Regions from separate parts of the Mus musculus genome. Here region 2 is linked to region 1. The links are chromatin contacts, called in public Hi-C maps. All regions are on one chromosome and are shown on one strand. The core of a region is the stretch at or near the end of the contact, and the rest is flanking DNA. Distances in the headings are between cores, read along the strand shown.

Region 1 (5,642 bases), core at 2,227-4,726:
TGAAGAGAGGTTATAGTAAGAAGGGAAGATAAGTGGAGGCGGGGCATGTTGTAACTTGAGAACTAAGGGAACTGAAACCAAAAGCTAGCTGAGAGCAAACACTGACCTATGAAACAAAGCACTAGGAGCCTTCCTTTCAGCTAAACAATCATGAGAGTGTAAGTAGGGCCACTTAATGCAAAGTTAAGATAACAAGATCTTACTAACATTAGGGGTATTTTAGCACTTATACCAAAGCAATCAAATGTCTAAAATTTAAGAATCTGAATATTTGATACCTAGGATACAAAATTTCTACCTAACAAATTTCCTGCAAAGCTGATCTCCTGTGATGGTCAGATATGCTATTAGTCTGCTGTGGAGCAGAACCTCTCACAAGCCAGAGGCTAAAACCCTTTTTGACATGAACCAGGTTTGCCACAATTCTTTACTCTTTCTGTCCCCATTTTTCTACCCTAGACCATTTACTCTGAAGGACTCCCAGCCTCTTACACTTGGGCCAGTTTCACACTTCCCAGACTTGTTTAAGCACAGACTCTGAGTAACCAATCATTGTTGACTGCACCACTATAAATGCTGTTCTGTCAAGAAAACCCTGGGCAGGTCTTACAAGGTCTGCTCAAACAAAAGCCAGCTATTACCGCTGACCAGCCAGGGGGTACAGTCCTATGGACAAGGAAGGTTTAAAAACAGAAAGAATGTTTTAAAAGCTGGGTTTTTTTAGAGCCTCTTGCTACCCTGAAAGGAAATCCAAGTTAAAAGAAATATATGATAGGCATGACTTCTGTGGCTAGGTAAATAAAATGCCTTATTTTCGGCACTTTCTATCTTCCATAAGCAATGGGAACTTACTCCTACACACTTGGCCTCTACTCTGGGACACTGTCTTCTATATATCTTGTTACTAAAGAGATATTGCTGATTCCCAAAGACAGGAAGGAATGTTTTGAACATGTCTGTACTGACTGGCTCTGCAAGATGTACACTGAACAAAAGATTAATTGACAAACCTATTTTCTAAGTTATTCAAGGATTATTTTGAGAATGTTATAAAAATTCCATTTTCAGATATGTGTTTTCCCCAAGGAGCTCTAGAGGCAATTATCAAATGGAATCAGTACACTATGTTTCTTGCACACTTTTTCAGCCAGTCTTTCCATTAGTGAAACCAACTAGAGCAGCCAAAGACGTATTTCAGAAAGAGGGCAGAATTTTAGTATAAGCTAATGAGACTAATGCCTTGATTCATCTGTTTGCTTTTTCCAAGGGCATCCAACCAACAACACTTTCAGAAAAAAATATGTTGTCTTCCTTTTAGTAAATAAACTCTGAGAGACTAGCTAAGAATACAGCAGAAGAGATGCCTGCATAGATCTTTTCAGTACTCCTCTACAGACTGAGACTCATTAAAACAACAACAACAACAACAACAACAACAACAACAACCAAACAGCACTCACCTCTAATCTCAGCAAAGGAGAGGTAGGCAGATCTCTGTGAGTTATAGGCTGGCGATGCTTACATGGAGAATTCCAGTCTAGACAGGGCTGGTGAGGCCATGTATCAAGAATTAATTAACTAAAACCCAGTAGCTAAGCTCCTTACTGGCCAATGGATGCTTCACACATTTTTTTTTTTCTTCAGCTCCATCCTAGTCTGGGCTCTGTCTTCGCACTGGAAGCATTTCCATTGGTTTGTGCATCAGTTCAAAGTCTGGGGATGCTCCCACAGTGTTACTCTAAATTTTACATGTGTTTTATAGAGTAGAGCATATTCTTGGCTATAGGTGCCTTTCTTCTTAAACACTGTCCATAATTATTTGAGCTTATGTTGAAGAGGTTGTTGTGCCACGGAAATGTTCGTGATCCCCCAAAACACATAGGAGCCATTCTGATGCTCACAGCAATGTCTTTATTCTATTCCAGCTAGCTCAGACTCCCTCAATGCACCACCATCATGCAGGATGGGTTTGGTGGTGGAGAAGACGCAAAGGTCTACGGGGCAAGGCTTTCTAGTAATCAGGAAACAGGGAATATGCGTGCAAGCATCTAATTAGAAAGCTGCTGTGGCCTTTAACATAACTGGCTGGTTCTGGGAGTCATATCATAAACTTAACTTCTGCTCCCCTCTGCTTTGGTGGTCATTATTCAAGGGGTGGGCTTGTAACCTGGAGTGCAGGTTTGTTGGGGGCCAAGAGACACTGGTCTTGTTGGTGGTGTAACCTAGAAAATCTGCTTTTGTTGAGGATTAGCTTAGATACTGGAGCTAGGCTCAGCTTTTGTTGGTGGCAATTTGGAAACTAATGCTAGATACCAACCTGTTAGTCTACCTGAGTTCAAAGTTAGGTCAGGTTCTCTAAAGTGGAGTCTGAATTTAAAAGCTTTGGCATCTCAAGGAACTTTATACCAGACCCCTTCCCTCCTGGAAACAAATGGTCATAAAGAACATAGGCACCCCTCCCCTCTGGAAGGGAGGGGCTAATTACATTCCTCAGACCACAGGGAGGAGGGACTGACCACCGGCCACCTGCGGGTAGGGGTAGACACATTCCAAGACCTTTGGCCACCTACCTCATTCCCTATAGACCAATCAGTTTAAAAGTCACACTGCTCTGCCAATCACATTGTGCCTAATGGCTGCTTCCTGGAGAACTGTATAAAGGTTGCTTGTGGTTGTCCTCTCTCTCCATGTTCGACCCCAACATGTTGGAACAACAAATTCTTCTTGCTTTTTGCATTGATTCCTGGCTCTGTGTTGTTCACTCAGGGAGTCCCCAGTAAGCTAAGGCTTGCCAGGGTCTTAAATTGTTACTGTAGTGTTTTGTACGCACTGCTGTACCTTGGCTAGCACACCTTGTCTGTCCATCTTTCCGGGCAGTGAGGATAATCCCAGTGCTCTGCCAGGTTTCCTGAAGTTCTTTTGTGCTCTCATTCAGCATCTCTGGGATTTACTTCTGACTTGCTCATGAGCTACTTCCAGAGAACTGCTCTTGGCCAAGAGGGGCTTCCTGCAGATGTTTAGCACTGGATGCATGTGGAAGTTCATCCCTCAGGGAGAGCTCATGAGCCATGGACAACCCAAATAGGAGCACCTAGTGCCTTCTGGGCAGCTGGTCACATTCCAGTCTCAAGACCTCCTATCTGGACCAGGCTGGACTGGGCCATGGTGGCAGCCTAGACCCTTGTTCCCCCTTCCCTGAATGTCTTCTGTAGAAGATACTCTGTATACTTCCATATAGATGATACTTCCATATAGATGATACTTCCATATAGATGATACTTCCATATAGATGATACTTCCGTATAGATGATACTTCCGTATAGATGATACTTCCGTATAGATGATACTTCCATATAGATGATACTTCCGTATAGATGATACTTCTGTATAGATGAGCAGACACTTATTCTCACCCCATAGCTGGCTTCTGCAGTGATCTAAGAGAGACCAAACTTTTCACACCGTGAGAAAAACAATTGCAAAATGCTCATCTGTTTGCAACATGTCATGACTCAGCACTTCCTGGACTTCAGTGCTTATGCGGCTCTGTAACTTCGTCACATGACCACTTGTTCTCAGTTCTCATACCTTAGACCCACTGAACTTTCCTAAGTGTTTTGATCTCTCGTTTACTCTTTGACAAAATCTCTTTTTGTCTGAGGCAATCTTACCCTCCATAGCCCATTACATTGGATCTCTCCTACACTGCTGCTATCCCAGCCCCTGCAGGCTCTCATCATGTCTTAGCACTATTCCTTCCTCTTTGTTACTTGCACAGTAGTAAATGAGCTCTAGCATGTGAGCTCTTCCTGGTGACAGGGCTTGCCTCAGTTCCTTGTGTAATGCATGGTAGAGAGTTGGGGCTTTATCAGAGTTTGCTGATTGTCCAGACTGAGGACAGCTTCACAGGTCCATGAAGAACCAATTTACACAGAATACCCCTAAGGCCACACTCTATAAGTGTTCCCTTACAGAGCCTTCAGGAAGACCCACTGTGTGAGCATGTGTAGTAAACCTAAACAAAATGCACTGCCTTTTCTTCCAAAGATTTAAATAAGTAAAACTTCACTCGGACAATAATTGTAAAGAAGCCACTTGGCAGGAACTCAAATTCCTCTGATGTTGAATAAAAATATATGCTGAAGTTTACTGTCTCCCTGTAAACTGTATTACCCAGTAGCATAAGAATGTGAAGTCATATTCCTCTACTCAATGTGACACAGGAGACTTCCTAGCTTTAGGAATAAAAACCCTCTGTAGGGGTGTTTGTTTGCTCCCTTCTGCTATTCTGAGAGCTATTTACCTTGCTGGAATACTTTGAATTGCATAGTTGTTTTACTAAGATCCTATATCCGTTTCTTACAATGTTACTGTGAATTTTATAAGAAGTTTAGCACCTCTGCTGCAACCATCTCTCTTCTAAAATAGCTTTCTTCCTTTTCTCATAATTAAGTAGAACAAATAAAATGTGTTACATATTTAGGTTTAAATTATCTCTATATGTCTACCCAGGCAATCATCTCTGGCCCAGACAGCACTCTTTGTGACCTGAGTTCTTCTGATTGAGGCCCAGTAGTGATAGGACAAGGGAAAGATCTTCCAACAGTATCATCAGGAGGAAAAGCGAAAGGGACAAGCTAACATAAGTCTATGTAAAATATTTTAAAATAATTTTTTATGCAATACCAAGTCTTTTGTATTCATTCCTTCTCTGCAATACTAAATTCATAATTTATGTGTATGTGTGTGTGTGTAAGAGTGCACGCTCTTACACACTTTGATAGCTAATAAAATTAGCATAATCTGGGGAGTGCCTTATTGAGGCTATTGGCCATAACCTTTGTGACACTTACAGAGAATGAAAGAGCTATTGTGGCAGTTAGGGAGGTCTTGGGGAAGAGCCTGGCTGAAGGAGAGCTTTAGGCAGAGGCCTGGTCACTATTCTGTCTTGAGGGTTTACAAAGTTTACAAAGTATACAAAATGTATACAAAGTTTACAGAGGAGGGTCCACATCAGGGAAAGCATTTTATGCCACTTGAATGGCAGAAATAACCAACAACAATTTCTTTGGCAGAAACCCAAAGGTTCAAATGTGGTATATTATACTCATCATTTCCAGTAAAAATTATATATCAAAATATGTGGGCCTAATACATGTGTTCCACAAAGCTCATACATTAAAGCTTTAATCTGGGACTAACTAGATTTAGGTTGCATTATGAAGATGGAGCAACCATGATGAGATTTGTGCCTTCCTCAAAAAAACGTCAGAGACCAGAAGTCCTCTGGATCTTGTGAGTCTCTGCCTCCATCCCTGAGGGAAATAGTTTATTTAAGCCAACACCAGTGACACAATCTTATCACAGCACCTGTACTGTGAAAAGTAATGACTCATAGTGATTAAATCCTTTGCAGAACATTAGTGAGAATTCACAATGTATCTTCTCTCCTTCCTCTCTCCATGCTGTACCTTCAATGTCAACTGTAATGCAGGCTGGCAATTTTTTCATTGGTTGCAGCTACTGCTTTATTGTAAGTTGATATCACCTACACTACATTGTTCTTTTATTTTTTTATTTTTATTTTTTAATAATTTGACTTTAACGTAAACCCTGTCACTCTATAGCAACTTCTGCTGAGC
Region 2 (5,642 bases), core at 909-3,408, 690 kb after region 1:
GGTCCCTTCAGCAAAATCTTGCTGGCATATGCAATAGTGTTTGGGTTTGGTGGCAGATTATGGGATGGATCCCCGAGTGGGGTAATCTCTGGATAGTCCATCCTTTCGTCGTAGCTCCAAACTTTGTCTCTGTAACTCCTTTCATGGGTATTTTACTCCCTAAAGAACCAGTTTTCAAATAAGTTTAACTCCTCAAGTCCAGCAGAGACTTGTATCTTGGTGGGAGACTTAGCAAATAAAAGTACAAGATGCCTCAGTTAAATGTGAATTAATTTAACTGAGAAAAAAGTGCACAAACATGCCAAATAGCACACAAAATAGTTATACTTAAAGAAAAACTGCATGTCAGAAATGTAAGTAATACTGGGTCAACTATATTTTTTCTGGCAACACTAATCCAGGCTTTTTTTTTTCTTTTCCAGCCAGAGACACTCTAGAAACAAGAGTAGAAGAAGCTGGGCTCTTTTACCAACTTTTTCTATGAGTTTTAGTAACAGGTGACAAAGCCATTCTACCTAATCTTTACCAGGCAGACCTCCTGAAGACCTGTTCTGACAGCACTCTTGCTTCTTCACAGGGACACCATTTAAAAGCTACCCTGTTATATTAGCAAAGGGAATAAGCTAGTAAGATTGCATCAGTAGCTTCCATCTCTGTCTGAGATGTCTGCTCCAACAGCCACCATCTCCTTGTTGTGGAAAAGGAGGGGGAAAAAATCAAGTTGTCATCTTAGAGATAGAACCTGAAAGCCTCAAGTATCCTGCTGGCCAACCTAGCTTCAAGGGAGTCAGAGAAAAAGTGGTCCCATCCCAAAAGCCACCCTTACAGAAAAGAGGAAAGAACAGGTAGAGAGACAGAGTTCTACATGAACTGTGGCTATGCCTGACAACTAGATGATTCTCTATGTAATGTCAACAATTTCCCTTGACTCCTGTATAAGGTAGGAATTCTGCCCTAGTTCACCTATCTTCTGGTCTAGGTCTCTTTCTAAAATATTCCATGAACATAGTGGAGCATGTGTCCTTATTACATGTTGGAGCATCTTCTGTGTTTTTCCGGAGTGGTATAGTTGGTTCCTCCTGTAGTGCTACGTCCAATTTTCTGAGGAACCACCAAACTTATTTCCATAGTGCTGAACCAGCTTGCAATCCCACCAGCAATGGAGGAGTGTTCTTCTTTCTCCACATCCTCACCAGCATCTACTATCACCTGAGTTTTTGATCTTAGCCATTCTAACTGGTGTGAGGTGGAATCTCAGGGTTGTTTTGATTTGCATTTCTCTGATGACTAAGGATGTTGAACATTTTTTTAGGTGCTCCTCAGCCATTCAGTATTCCTCAGTTGAGAATTCTTTGTTTAGCTCTGTACCCCATTTTTTAATGTGGTTACTTGGTTTTCTGGAGTCTAACTTCTTGGGTTCTTTATATATATTAGATATTAGCCCTCTATCGGATGTAGGAATGGTGATCTTTTCCCAATCTGTTGGTTGCCTTTTTGTCTCACTGACAGTGTCCTTTGCCTTACAGAAGTTATGCAATTTTATGAGATTCCATTTGCTAATTCTTGATCTTACCAGTATCTCCAGAGCTCCCTGGGACCAAACCACCAACCAAAGAAAACATATGGTGGGACTCATAGCTCTAGCTGCATTTGTAGCAGAGGATGGCATAGTTGGTTATCAATGGGAGACGAGGCCCTTGGTCCTGTGAATGGTTATATGCCCCAGTATAGGAGACTGCCAAGGTCAGGAAGTGGGAGTGGATGGGTTGGTGAGCAGGGAGGGGGGATGGATAGGGGATATTTTGGAGGGGAAGCTAGAAAAGGGGATAACATTTGAAATGTAAATAACGAAAATATCTAATAAAAAAGTCCATAGACGAGAAGAAAGAATTGAGGAAGAATATGGAAATTTCTCCCCTGGGGTCTGTAACTCCATCTCAGCTTCCACCAGGTGGAGCCTCCTGGCCTCCCTGCTCTGGTTGAGGTCACACACACACACACACACACACACACACACACACACACACACACTGCTTCCCCCACACACACACACTTTATTTTGCCCAGCTGGGATAATGAGGGACAGCATCTATCTCAACCACAGAGTCTCCACATCCCTCTCTGTGGCTCCATGTGTCCAGACAGGCAAGAAGTTCAGCCTGCACTGCCTGGCTAATGACCAGCTCTCAACTCCTATAATGGCCCATCTGTTTCTTGTTTGCTCAGTCTTGGAAAAGTCTCTACAATCATGCAGGCTAACTGAGTAGTAGCCCAGACCTCATCTGCAGATAAGCAACTGAATCTTTACCCAAAATGCTTCTCTAACTAACTCGACTTCACCCTGAGACCAGTGCCCGGGTTTTGAAGAGGCTGGCAGAATATCTGATAGACACTTCATGTATTAGCATTCTATGATGAGTAAAGTTTCCTAAATGCTGAAAACAGCTGCCATGACCAACTTTAAAACACCTTGCAGCTGTGAAGTAGTACCAGATACGTGGAGACAGACAGCTTTGGGTTTACATACTGTCCCAAGCATCTATTAGCTATGTGACCTAAAGCAAGATACTTAATTGCTCTGAATCTACATCTTCTCCACTATAAAACATAGAGAGTTATAGTAGTATAATATGTCTTATGAGGTTATATGGGAGAAAGTGAGTATATATGTCTCATACTGTGGTTTTTCATGACCCCCTACCGTGTCTTCTCCCATTGAGTGCCAATGGACTGGGACTGCTTTGACACAACCATTGTATGCTCAAGAGACCAGATCAGAAAAACCACTCACGTCTGCCAGTTTTCTTATGAATCTTTACCAAGGAGTCAGCTCCCATGTGACAGGCTGACCCACCAGAATGCCATGCTAGACAGATGCACGGGATATTCAGTAGCAAATCAGGCAGGGCCCCAGCAACAGGTAGGTCAACAGCCTGTCTCATCAAAGCCCAGAAGAGCCTTCAGGTGGTGACAATTCTACTTAGCTCTTTCCAGATTCATCAGGACCCTGAGCCCCAAAGTGTCTGGACCTGGCAGTGCCAGGGTAGCTTACCACATAGTCACAGGAACCAGTAAGCATTCCTGATATTATCACCTACATCAGGGGCATCCTAAGTCAAACAGAGGCCCCTGGCCTTCCTGTTGTGCCTCCTAGGGAGTGTCTTAGCCCAGATCTACCCTGGCCAAGTGGGTCTCTCAGCCTAGGAGCCTGGCTCCTTTCTGCTTTCAGCTGGGCTTCCTGTCTGGATAAACTTCAGATAAACACTTTAAAATTCTGTCCAGGAAGCTCACCAGCCTGAACATGTGAATCTTCCACTGTCTGCACAATTGAAAACAAGTTATATAATCCCCACTTTCTTGGGGTGGGGGCTGTGCAAGCTGGGGAGGCTGAGCTGCTTGTCGTCTGAAATCCCATTTTAAGTAAATAGATGAGGTGATCTGTGAAGATGGAGACTAATGAAAAGGGAGAGGAAGAAAGCCCTGAGGAGTGGAGAAGCTATTTCTGTCCCTCACCAAGCACTCCTGTTGGCTTGGGTTGGTGTTTAGTTCTAAGGAAGTGGATTATTTTTAATGTTTCTGAACAGAGCGTCTCCATGGCATCCATTATGCCCACATGCCTACAACTTGGGCCCCAAGTCTGAGTTCTCCTAAACATGGGGAACAGCCCAAGCTGAGCCTGGATACATGTTTTTCTTGCAATCATTTGCAATCTTCGGCTACTGAAGCTATTTTTGGAACTCAATCTCCAGTGAGAATGTTATTTTTTGTGGTTGGCTTTGCTCCCTGTTTCTGCTTTGTTCTGAGTCAAAATGCTGGTCCATCCTTCTGGGAAAATATCTTTGGGTTGGCATTTGCATCTTCCAGAAAACAAAATGGGTACAGATCAGAGGTAAGCCCCACAGACATCATGATTGTGGCTGTGTCTTGTTCCCTGTTCCATACTCTCATGATATACTGTGGCACTGGTGATACTGTGCCAGTGGCATAAGTGAAAAACACTTGCAGATTTGGAAGTATTTCAAAGACTTTCAGGATTTTTGAAATAATTGTAGCAACTGGTGTGCATGTTAAAAGCTGGGTGTGATAGCCCACACTGTAGAACTTGAGGCAGGAGGACTGACAGTTTTAGGTCTTTAAAGAACTTGCCTCATGGCCAAACAATGGCTGGTCCAGCTTGAGACACATGCCATAAAAGGGAGTCCACTCCTGACACTGTCTGGAGGGTCAGGTCCCAGAGGCTAGATAGCCCAGAAACCTAGGTTAGGAAGTGATTCCTAATGATATTCTGATATACTCGTAGATTGATGGCTGACCCAATTGTCATCAGAGAGGCTTTATCCCATAATGGATGGAAACAGATGCAGAAACCTACAGCCAAATATTAGGTGGGTCTCAAGGAATTCTGCTGAAGTGGGGGAAGAAAGGTTGTAGAAACCAGAGGGTTCAAGGACACCCCAAGAAAACCCAAAGAATCAACCAACCTAGGCACATAGTGGTTCACAGAGACTGAACAACTGACAACAAAGAAGCCTGCCTGGGATGACCTAGGCCCTCTGCATATATGCTACAGTTGTGTACCTTGATCTTCCTGTGGGATTCCTAACAATGAGAATGGGGGCTGTCTGTGAATCTTTTGCTTGCTTTAGGGGCCCTTTCCTCCTACTGGGTTGCCTCATCTAGCCTCAAATTCAAGAGGAGGAGCTTAGTGTTACTGAGACTTTATATGCCATGGTTGGTTGATATCCACAGGAGACCTGCACTTTTCTGAAGAGAAACAGGGGAGAAGAGGATGGGAGGGGCAGAGGGGAGATGTGGAGAGATTGAGAAGAGGGAGGAGAAACTGCAATCAGGATGGAAAAAGAAAATAAAGAAGGAAAAGAGGAAGAGGGAAGAAGGAGGGAAGGAAGGAAGGAAGGAAGGAAGGAAGGAAGGAAGGAAGGAAGGAAGGAAGGAAATGCATTAAGAAAAATAATAAAAAGAACTTACCCCTCCCAAAACTTCATGGGGGCCCAGAGAGATGGCAAGCAATAAAGGTGCTTGCCACCAAGTCTGACAGCCATATTTGTTTCCTAAGACCCATTAGGCAGAAGGATGGACTGACTTCAAAAACTCCCCAAAATGTATGCTATGACATAAGTATGTATACACATGTGTACACACACACACACACAATTCATTAATTAACTAACTATATTTCATTCAGCCTAGGCATAAGACTAACAAGTGTCTCGATGGAGTCTTATAGACACAAGAGGATGCCTATGAACACACCATGGTGGGCATGGTTCAAGTGTAGAATTTAAGAGACAGAAAATTTCTGGAGAGATGAGACTCTCCAGATGCGATTGACAGTCCATGAACTTGCTTGAATGTCTACTTCTCTGTGTGCTCAGCCTGCATCTATTTCAAGTTTGAAAAAGCTTATTCTGATAGGAGTTTATTGCCACTTTGAGTGAAGCAACCTAAAGGGTAAAGGATTTCTGTGGGCTCACAGTTTGAAGTCCCATATAGCCATCATGATGGGAAAGACAAAGAGATAGGGGTCCATCCTGAGTAATGGCAACAAGGCAAGGCTTATTGCATCTCTGAGGACCAAAACTCAGAGAGCTCAAGTTGAAGCCAGAGGAAGATGTGACCTTCAA

Evidence for each region. Hi-C and Micro-C count contacts between places; a contact is called where the count stands out from the background.
Region 2: a contact with region 1 is called in a Hi-C map of uterus. The contact joins two enhancer-like sites. A contact is called at or near these places in 2 of 484 Hi-C or Micro-C datasets (both in uterus).

Annotation. Positions count from the first base shown.
Region 1 is chr14:17,410,920-17,416,561 of GRCm38.p6, forward strand. No RefSeq gene overlaps it. Among named protein-coding and RNA genes, the nearest start is that of Gm32121, 6.0 kb to the left of the region's middle. Within about 2 kb of position 3,477, at least 53 of the 459 cell types and tissues checked have an H3K27ac peak or open chromatin away from gene starts, as enhancers often do. A contact at or near this core is called in uterus, where this site is marked.
Region 2 is chr14:18,103,658-18,109,299 of GRCm38.p6, forward strand. No RefSeq gene overlaps it. Among named protein-coding and RNA genes, the nearest start is that of Nr1d2, 130 kb to the right of the region's middle. Within about 2 kb of position 2,159, at least 11 of the 459 cell types and tissues checked have an H3K27ac peak or open chromatin away from gene starts, as enhancers often do. A contact at or near this core is called in uterus, where this site is marked.